2 separate regions of the Hordeum vulgare genome follow, and region 1 is linked to region 2. The links are chromatin contacts, called in public Hi-C maps. All regions are on one chromosome and are shown on one strand. Each heading gives the region's core, a stretch centred on a gene start, on an enhancer-like site or on the middle of the called end of the contact. The rest is flanking DNA. Distances are from core to core; before and after follow the strand shown.

Region 1 (5,050 bases), core at 59-2,558, 380 kb before region 2:
GAAAGAAAAGTGACCCGAGATGAGAATTCGAGTGGATCGGGGGTGTCGGAGTCCCACGTCATTGCGGTTCAGAATACCACAAAGCTCCCCAATTTTGTGATCGGTTTACAAAAAATTAGACAAACGAACGCATCCACGCACAAATGCATGTGTGTTGAATGGCAAACTACACGGTTCAAACGTATGTGGGCGTTTTGAGGGTCTACTTGAAGATGCCTCGAGTGTTCTTCCTTTATTTGTTCGGACCTACCGTTATAATTTTTCTGAATAGATGTTTCAAAAATCTGAAAATAAATTATTTGTGTTCACTAGACATTTGTCCACAACCCTATGCTTTGAGTTTGGATCTGTATTTCTGAAGAGCTGCGTACACATGTGTGGTGAACATTCGCGATTATTTTCTGAATATTTTAATTTGAATTTTTATAATTTGGAAGTAAGAGTGACACCTGATACACTTATACGACATTTTCCGTGGCGGGGGTACCCAGAATACGTGTCACCCGTTTCAGCCGTTAGCAAGCGTCGGTGCTGCCATTGCCGACAGTCGACATCTGGGGTTCCCTGTTCAGCAGGTAATTATCACATTCAGAGGAAGGACACGTATCTCCACGTTATTGGCTAGTGCTTTCTTTCATTTTTCTTTTTTGCATAAATCCACTTGCGATTGTGACCACAAGAGCTTTAGCTGATTCCATATCTGCCACTTTATCTTAAAGAGGTAACCCGCTGAGATTTGTGCGAACAAAGTTCATTTCGTGACTGCGGTTCTTCACGGTCAAGCACTAAAAAAAAGGGACAGATAGACATTAACACTGTCAGCCTGCTCTTAGTTCAAGTACCTTTACGAAGGATTGTTATAGAAATTTGGAGGATCAAAATCATAAGAAATTTTTCTGTGTTATTCGTCTGATTAGTAGAAGTAAGTTTCATAGGAATTCTCAGGCAGCACTTTACACTAAACGATTTTAAAATAATTTGTATCCACTCAAAGCTCTTAGTAATAACCATGGATTAGAAAGACTACGTTCATTCTTATCCTACACAAAAATGATTGTTATCCTACACAAAAAAACTGAACAAGGTTAGTCTGTCTAATACAAAAACTTCTATTTTTCTACAACACTCAAATAGAGATTGAAGTGTGCTACTATTTTACATTACAATTTTCTCTTCCCCTGTCTGTCTTATTATATCCGAAGATATTTTCTTCTCCACTACCAAACTCAACCACACAAGTAGCTTTCCCTCTTGTCGCCGATCCCATCCACACCTTCCTCCACCTATAAAATCGAACCCCTACCATCTATCCTCTTCACTCCCTCTGCTACTAGCCTCACCACTCTTAAGCGACAAAAGATTGTTGCTACCAGCACCTAAGCTTGAATGGAGGGTGAGAAGAACTCGTCCGGGGACCTGATGTCCAGCAGCAAGCTGGTCGCGGAGGCCGCCAGGACAGCCTACGAGAAGAAGAGCGTCGAGGGCATCGACAAGGAAAAGGTAGCCGCCGCCTCCGCCGATATCCTGGACTCCGCCGCCAAGTACGGCAAGCTAGAGGACAAGCCGGTGGGCCAGTACCTCGAGAAGGCCGAGGAGTACCTGAAACAGTACAGCTCCGGCGGTGCAGAGAAGACTGATGCACCTGCTGCCGCTGACGCACCGAAGCCGGATGCACCCAAGGAGCCAGCGCCTGCGCCTGCACCTGCACCCGCCGTGGAGGAAGAGAAATCGTCCGACGGGTTCGGTCTCGACGACGTCATGAAGGGGGCTGCATCGCTATCAGGGAAGAAGGGTGACGGGGAGGAGAAGGAGAGCGGCGGCGGCGGCTTCATGAAGATGGCTCAGGGGTTCATGAAGTAGAAGTCGGGTTTCTGCTTCTACTACATGCATGTAGCTCTTGCTAAGTTCGTGCGCTGCGTTCCTTTTTTGTATTTTATTACTGTATAAAATAATAACGTCGTGGTTGCGCTTAATTATATTATTAGCTGCTGATATTTGGTTCTGTAAAGTTTCTTAAGTTATGGATGTCTGTATGATGATCAATAATCCGGTTGTGCTAGCTAGAGGCATCCTGCTTGCAGGATCTCGGTTGTAATCTACTCCCTCCCTTTTTAAATATAAGTTTTTTTAGACGTTTCACTAAAAGACTATATACGGATGTATATAAACATATTTTAAAATATAAATTCATTCATTTTGCTTCGTATTTGGTTTTTTAATGGAATTTAAAAAAATATATATATTTAGAAATGGAGGGAGTATAAGTTGCGACATAAAGACCGGTGTTTCCATTATCAATTATTGCATCTGGCCCTATATCATGTTATTTTAGGGGTATGACCCTATATTATTTGGGCCATGCCTATGACTACCAAGGAACATGGAGGGTTTTTGCACTGTTTTGACCTTTTCAACAGTCTTTATCATAAACTGAAAGTATTTTACGATTTGACCCTTTTAAAAAACGTCACAGCCCGTGATGTTGCTGCTGCACGTAGAAACGTCGGTCTAGCTTGATGTTTCTATTCCACATTTAAACGTCGATCTAGCTCGGATGTCATTCACGCAAAAACGCCACGCTCACTGATGTTGTCCTTGCAGCAAACGCCATACATCGTTCCTTCTCCCGGACAGGTGGGCGTCGTGTGCTCGTGCATGCATGGTCACGGGTAGGGAGGGACTGGGCGCCGCAGTCGCACAGGGGAATGCGGCTCCCCGCCAAGCGGTGCCCGGTTGAGAAACTGCCTGCCGCCTCGGTAAGCATGCATGCCAGAGATGGTGACTCTGACAGCCGGGCCTGGCTAGCTAGCTAGTGTATTATGACAGTGGCAACATCTCGCTCGTTGGCAGCGATGGTTGACGGTCAAAAGCTAGCTAAGTAGCGAGCCATGCAGCGCTAGTCCAGTCCCGTCAGTCACCACAAAACAAAAAAACAAACACAAACACACAATCAGGCTGTAGTAAGTGTCAATCCATGGCGTCACCAAGGGCTGTTTGGCTTTCGGTCACACTTTGTCAAGTCAAAATTTAGCAGCCACAGTTTAATTAACATATGTTTGGTTTTTGCCACACTTTGGTTTGCCATACTTTATTAATGCTATGACCCATTGTCATGAGCAAGCAAGCGGAGTAGAGCACAGTTGTACAGCTATATGAAAAATAAAACGGGAGCAGGAGCGTGGAGAAAAAGTGGGCATGGCAACGCCGCTAGAACAGTAACAGGCCACGGAAACGACATGGTCCATGGCGTTTGCCGTCTGGGTAGCAACGTGAGAGCCTGGCGTTTTTATGTGAGCTGCAATGCGAGCTAGTTAGTCGTGTGAACGTGGAGCAGAAACGTCATAGTAGATTGGCGTTTCTACGTGTAGTAGCAACACCACGGGTTATAGCGTCTTTAAAATGTCAGATCGTGAAATAGTTTCGTACAGAGTTCATTTTGTGTTATAATTTCAGATTAACGTCAGAATAGTGAAAAAAATCCTAACATGGAGTACTAAAATTGATTAGGACTTTTTTTTGCAAACACCCAAAAGACTTGCGTGCCGATGTATTACAAGAAAGAAAATAGTACAGGGTATTCGGCGGGTGGCCGTGATTACAAGGGACGCCGATGCGACTCCATCGGCGGGCAATCAGAATAAAGCAACGATCAATACAATCTGTACATAAGTTCATGCACACATAAAAACCGGGGCGACGACACTATCTAACTCAAAGAAAAAAAGAAATGAGAAAAAAGCCAGCTAATGACGGTACAACCTTGGTCCTACATGAAAGCCAGACGCCGGCCGTAGCCAAAATAGCGTCCAACATACCATTCACACATGCGCAGTCGTGCTGCCTAGAAAGTGGGTGCCAATACTGCATAAAAGACAGGAATTTGAAGGAGTGAGACGTGTACCTCGAAAAAATCCGTTCTATCACCATCTTATTGCGAGTCGTCTAGAGGGTCCAAGCCATGGCGGCAAAGATCAACCAGAATAAACGGCGGTGGCGCCCAGTGTGATTGGCCCTGAATTGGAGGAACTCTGCAAGGTCTTCAGCCTCCGAGTCGGGTCCAAGAGCCTCGCGAATGAATTCCCATATGGCTCTTGCCGTCGTGCACGTGAAGATTTTGTGGGTTGCGTCTCTCGCACGCCAATAAGGGGCACGTGTCGTCACCTGGTCCGTGCCGCTTCCGCAACTCTGTCCCCGAGGGGATGCGGTTACGGAGTAGCTGCCACACAAAGATTTTGATCTTTAAGGGTAGAGGGGCCTTCCATAGCGGCTAGCCATGGAATAATGAGGAGCGACAGATGACCTGATAGGACGAACTAACCGAAAATTCCCGCGACAGGGAAAGACGCCAGACCACCGTATCTGGGCGATCCGGGAGTACATGTGCCAAGACGTCGAGCAGGCGGTGCCACTCGTCCGTTTCTATCGATCCGAATGAGGGCCTGGACATAATAGCCAAGTGCCCTTGGCGGAGGGCGCTAGATGCTAGAAGGGATGGGTTTACGCAGATGGGGAAAAGGATAGGAAACCACACCCTGAGTAGTTCATCCCTAACCCAGGGGACCAGCCGAAACTAGGTCCCTTCTCCGTTACCTTTATTAAAGGAGATTCCTAGATGAATCTCCTCTTTGATATTGTGGATAGCGCGCCCGAATTCAGATCCGCCGGTACGAGAGCACACAAGGAGCGGCTCACCCCTTAGGTACTTTGCGTGAAGGAGTTGGAGTCAGAGACCACCCTCGTTACGGAGGATCCTCGAAATCCACAGTAACACGAGGGAGGTATTCATACTGCGGGATGCCGGGATCCCCAACCCACCATGGTCCTTAGGAAGGAAAATATCTGCCCACTTGACCATGTGGTGCTTCTGATGACCGTCATTGGCCTGCCAGAAGAACCTGGCGAGCTCCTTATCGAACGAGCTATGGACGCTCTCCGGTAGGATATACATCCCCATCATAAACATGGGTAGGCTCGCCAAGTTGTTAGAAATGAGGAAAGCTTTACTCCCTTTGGAGGTAAAACGGCCTCGCCATGGCTCAGCCCGTGAAGC
Region 2 (5,042 bases), core at 1,526-4,025:
TACTAACCTTATGTCAACCGTTTGCACGTAAGTGATTGATTTTCACAACCCAACATAAAGCATAACATTGTAGCCCCCAAGCCTTAACTTGGTCAGGAAAACTGAGTTAAGGGTCTAAATAAACTTGTTGTGACATTTTGTAGGCCTCGAGGGATCAAAATAAGAAATTGCTCGGGGACCTTGAGATAAACCAAACACAGCTGGAGGCTGCAAAGGCCGAACTGGGGGAAGTGAAGAAATTCACCAGGGAAGCACATGGTGGGTAATAAGTTTGAATAATACATAATTGCGCAAGGCATCCTTTTCTAATGAAAGTTTGCTTTATAGCAGCCGAGTCTATAGGCGAGCTACAAAAAGATCTGGATGTGGCGAGAGAATCACAAACATATGCCGAATCACAATAGGAGGCCGGCCATCGGGTATTATTCCAGAATCTTCATGAAAAGAAATACTCCATGCGAAAAACCAATGACACGCTGGAGAAATTGAGAGTTTAAAAACTCAACTGGCACACGCCCGCGAAGAGAACTAGAGATTGAAAGGTGGCATGTTCGGTAAGATGTATTCTAAGCTTGTAGTTCCGTATACATATTATATCGAACTAACAAACATACCACGTCTCTTGGTAGCTCTCCTAACTGGGCATCCCGAAGAAGAGGCCAGCTCGTTTGGAGCGAACCTTTTATAGGAACTATCCATCAGGCATGAGCGGGGTCAGAAGGTGATGAAGAACATGGTCAAGTGACATGGTCTATATGGTTGACTAGAGGGGGTTGTATAGGCAACTAACAAATTTTAAATTTTTCTTTTAACAAATTAGGTTTAGCAATAAATAGCTTGTCTAGATATGCAACTAAGGGAGCAACCTATAGGATGCTAACAACAACAATAAGAAGAAAGAAGTAAATACAAGTAAAGGTAAGAAATAACCACAAGTGGAACCGATGAATACGAGGATGTGTTTCCGAAGTTCCTTCCCTTTGAGGGGAAGTACGTCTCCGTTAGAGCGGTGTGGAGGCACAATGCTCCCCAAGATGGCACTAAGGCCACCATATTCTCCTCACGCACTCACACAATGCGAGGTACCATGATTCCACTAAGTGGTGCCTTGAAGACGGCGGTCAAACCTTTACAAACAAGGTTAGGAAAATCTCCACAACTTAATTGGAGGCTCCCAACAAGACCACGAAGCTTCGCCACAATGGAATATGGCTTCGAGGTGACCTCAACCGTCTATGGTGCTCAAACACCCAAGAGTAACAAGATCCGTGAGGGATTAGGTGGGGGAATCAAATTTCTCTTGGTGGAAGTGTAGATCAAGGCCCTCTCAACCAAACCCTAGAATATCAACAAGTTTTGTTGGATAGGGAGAGAGATCGGGCTAAAATGGAGCTTGGAGCAACAATGGAGCTTTGGGGGCAAAAGGTAGGGTTCTCAGGGAAGAAGAAACCCTTTGTATAGTGGGGGAAAAAATCTGCCCGTTACCCACCCCCTCTACACGAGACAGAGCAGTACTACCACTCCTAGGAGCGGTACTACCGATGATAAGAGCAGGGGAGAGCAGGGGAGGCGGCGCGACCGGGGGAGAGCAGGGGAGGCTGCGCGACCGGGGCAGAGCAGGAGAGGCGGCGGCCGGGGGCGAGCAGGATGGAGGCGCATCGCGGGAAAAGGCGAGGCGGACAACGAGAGGGCGAGCAGGGCGGGAACGCGTCGCTGGAACAGGTGTGGCGGTGCGTCGCGGGAGCAGGGAGAGGGACGAGAGGCTGGATTAGGTCAGTTTTTCGAGGGGGTGGAGAGGTCATTCGGGCGTGGTGGGTCGAGGAGGGAACAGATGTGATGGGCCTCAGGAGCCACGCTGAGCAACGAACACGTGATCTTCCGTTCGCTCGGGAGCCATGCTACGGGGCCTTTTTGCATCACATGAACCATGTTGAGTAGTGCTCATCCACCCTATCAAACAGACAAAAGTGGGTTGAGAAGGAAACTGTTGCCCTCATGCGCCCTTGGTGCAGGCTACCAAACACACCCATAATGACCGCGTCGTGGGACGGTGCTACGCAATGGCGGGTGCGTATCTTTTCTCTTGAGCCGCGTGGGAAAGAAAATGCCATGGAAGGAAGGACCAAATCCAACGATGCACGCAAGGTGAATCGGTTGGCTACGATGCGACCGACCAAAATTTCAATCGGCGGACCGGGGCGTATCCGTTAAACAGAAAAGACCACGAGACTGTCAAAGGCTTTCGCAATGCGGCTGCAATTCAAACTTGTCAAGAACTATATCATGTCAGTTATAACCATACCTGGCCAAACGGACCGACACGACACGACCCGACACGACCCGTTGTAATCGGGCCTGGCACGGCACGACCCGCCCAGGCACGTTTATTAGTCGGGCCGTGCCGTGCCGGCCCGTGGGCTGCGCCTTCAAGCCCAGGCACGGCCCGGTTATTAAATGGGCCGACATGATGACCCGATTAGCACGCTGGGCCACATATTTTTAACCTCATGGGCTTATTTTTGAGCCTATTGAATCATATGTTATGTATATATATATACTAAAAAATCTAAAAATGTATAAAAAAAATAAACAGACTGTGCCGTGCCGCGTGTCCATCCTTTCAGATCCAAACACAACCCGAAGTGTGCTTCGTGCTGGGCCCAAATACGATTAGGCCGTGTTGGACCGGGCCCGTGTCGTGCCAGGCATGTCTGTCGGGCCGGCCGGATTTATATGGCTCGTTTGGCCAGATCTAGTTATAACAAGAAAGATAAGCCGATTTCCACATAATTTCACCGTCCACTACAGCGGGCGCACACACAAACAAAAAAGACAAAAGCTGAACTGTGATTCTGTGAAGGGAAGTGATTAAACGTGACATGGCCGAGTGCAGGACGGAGGTGATATTTTCACCGCAAACGAATGAGCCAACCTGAACTGCAAACTAGTAGCTCTGAATTTCTGAAGCTTGCTGAACTGGAGTAAAGCTTGAGAGCAAGACGAGCCCGCGGCGCGCCAATGGCGGCGGCGACGGGCGTTCACCGTCGCCACTGGTCGGGCTGGAGGATTGGGGGAAGTTCCCACTTCGTTCCTCTGAAGGTTATGCACACCAGTGGCGGCTGCGCAGCGCGTTCGCTCAGCCCCGGCCTCTCCCCAGCCAAACGGGCGCCGCTGGTATTTCTCTTCCTCCTGCTCATTGACGGCGCCCTCTTGGCCGCGTCTGCCACCACGGACACCATCCTCCCCGGCGAGGGCATCTCCGGTAACGAGACCCTGGTCTCTAAGACCGGCAGCTTCGAGCTGGGCTTCTTTTCCCCAGGCCCCGGCATCCACTACTTCTTGGGTGTCCGGCTCAGAAACATGGGCCACAGCCCTACCTTCTGGCTCGGGAACAGGGTCGTCATCACCGACCTGCCCGGCGCGTCACTGGAGATCTTCGGCGGCAGTCTCTACATCAAGCAGAATGGAGCCAGCCTCTGGTGGACGCCGTCGCCGGGCGGCAATGTGTCGTCCGCCGCCGTGGCGGTCCTCCTCGACAACGGCAACCTGGTGGTGAGGGACCAGAGGAACTCCTCCCTGGTCCTGTGGCAGAGCTTCGACTACCCCGGCGACGCGCTGCTCCCCGGAGCTAGGCTCGGGCTCGACAAAGACACCGGGAAGAACGTCTCGCTGACGTTCAAGAGCTTCTCGCACAACGGCAGCCTCAGCGTCGACGTGACGCGCAGGAACGGGTTCGTGCTGACCACCGACGGGCACGCCAACCTCGGTACCTTCCCGGACTGGATGGTGTCCTCTCAAGACAATGGCAGCTCGCTGCGGCTGAGTCACAGGGAGGGCCCAAACAGTACCGAGTTCTTGCAGTTCCATCTGGGGCAAGTCAGCCTAATGCGGTACTCGGAGCCGGATCCCGACGCAAACGGCACCGGCGGTTGGGCCGCTCGCTGGTCCTTCCCTCCCGATTGCAAATCCGGCGGGTTCTTCTGCGGCGACTTCGGCGCCTGCACGAGCAGCGGGAAGTGCGGCTGCGTCGACGGGTTCACGCCGTCGTTCCCGATTGAGTGGGGGCTTGGGTACTTCGTCACCGGCTGCTCGAGGTCTGTCCCACTGAGCTGCGAGTCCGACGGCCAGACAGAGCACGGTGACACCTTCGCCCCATTGGACAAGCTGCAAGGGCTTCCTTACAACGCCCAGGGAGAGATGGCCGGAACCGATGAAGTCTGCAGAGCGGCTTGCCGGAGCAAATGCTACTGCATCGCCTACTCGTATGGCCATGGATGCAAGCTCTGGTACCACAAACTGTATAATCTGAGCTTGGCTTCTAGGCCGCCGTACAGCAAGATCTACCTCCGATTGGGCACCAAGCTGAGGAACAAGAATGGCTTACAAACAAGAGGAATTGCATTACTGGTCACTGGATTGATATGCTTTGCTTCTTTGATACTGATAATATCGGTGCTGCTATGGAGATTCAGGAGGAATTCATTTGCCGCCAGGAAGTTTGAAGTAGAAGGCCCTCTTGTGGCCTACACTTATGCACAGATCAAGAAAGCGACGATGAATTTCTCTGATAAAATCGGGCAGGGGGGATTCGGAAGTGTTTTCAGGGGAACACTGCCGGGATCAACAGACATCGCTGTGAAGAATCTCAAAGTCCTCGGGGAAGCAGAGAAGCAATTCAGAACAGAGGTGCAGACAGTTGGAGCGATCCAACATAATAAGCTGGTCCGTCTATTGGGATTCTGTGTCAAGGGGGACAGAAGGTTGCTGGTCTATGAGTACATGCCAAATGGCTCCTTGGACACTCATCTCTTTCCAGAGAAATCTGGCCCATTGAGTTGGAATGTTCGGTACCAAATTGCACTAGGCATCGCCAAGGGTCTGGCCTATCTACACGAAGAGTGCAAGGACTGCATCATACACTGCGACATCAAACCTGAGAACATACTGCTCGATGCGGAATTCTGCCCTAAGATTGCCGATTTCGGCATGGCGAAGCTGCTTGGACGAGAATTCAACTCCGCGCTGACCACCATGCGAGGAAC

What was found. Hi-C and Micro-C count contacts between places; a contact is called where the count stands out from the background.
Region 1: a Hi-C map of seedling shows a contact between it and region 2, with 4 times the contacts expected there. The contact joins the promoter of LOC123439660 here to the promoter of LOC123439658 in region 2. A contact is called at or near these places in 1 of 6 Hi-C or Micro-C datasets (seedling) and 1 of 1 datasets of contacts at active chromatin or transcription factors (embryo).

What each region holds. Positions count from the first base shown.
Region 1 is chr3H:122,912,035-122,917,084 of MorexV3_pseudomolecules_assembly, reverse strand. It overlaps LOC123439660 (nodulin-related protein 1-like), which reads left to right and starts at 1,308. Exons shown (of 1, transcript XM_045116351.1): 1 at 1,308-1,973. The coding sequence starts at 1,387. The coding sequence ends at 1,860.
Region 2 is chr3H:122,532,099-122,537,140 of MorexV3_pseudomolecules_assembly, reverse strand. It overlaps LOC123439658 (G-type lectin S-receptor-like serine/threonine-protein kinase At2g19130), which reads left to right and starts at 2,775. Exons shown (of 2, transcript XM_045116350.1): 1 at 2,775-5,042. The coding sequence starts at 3,019.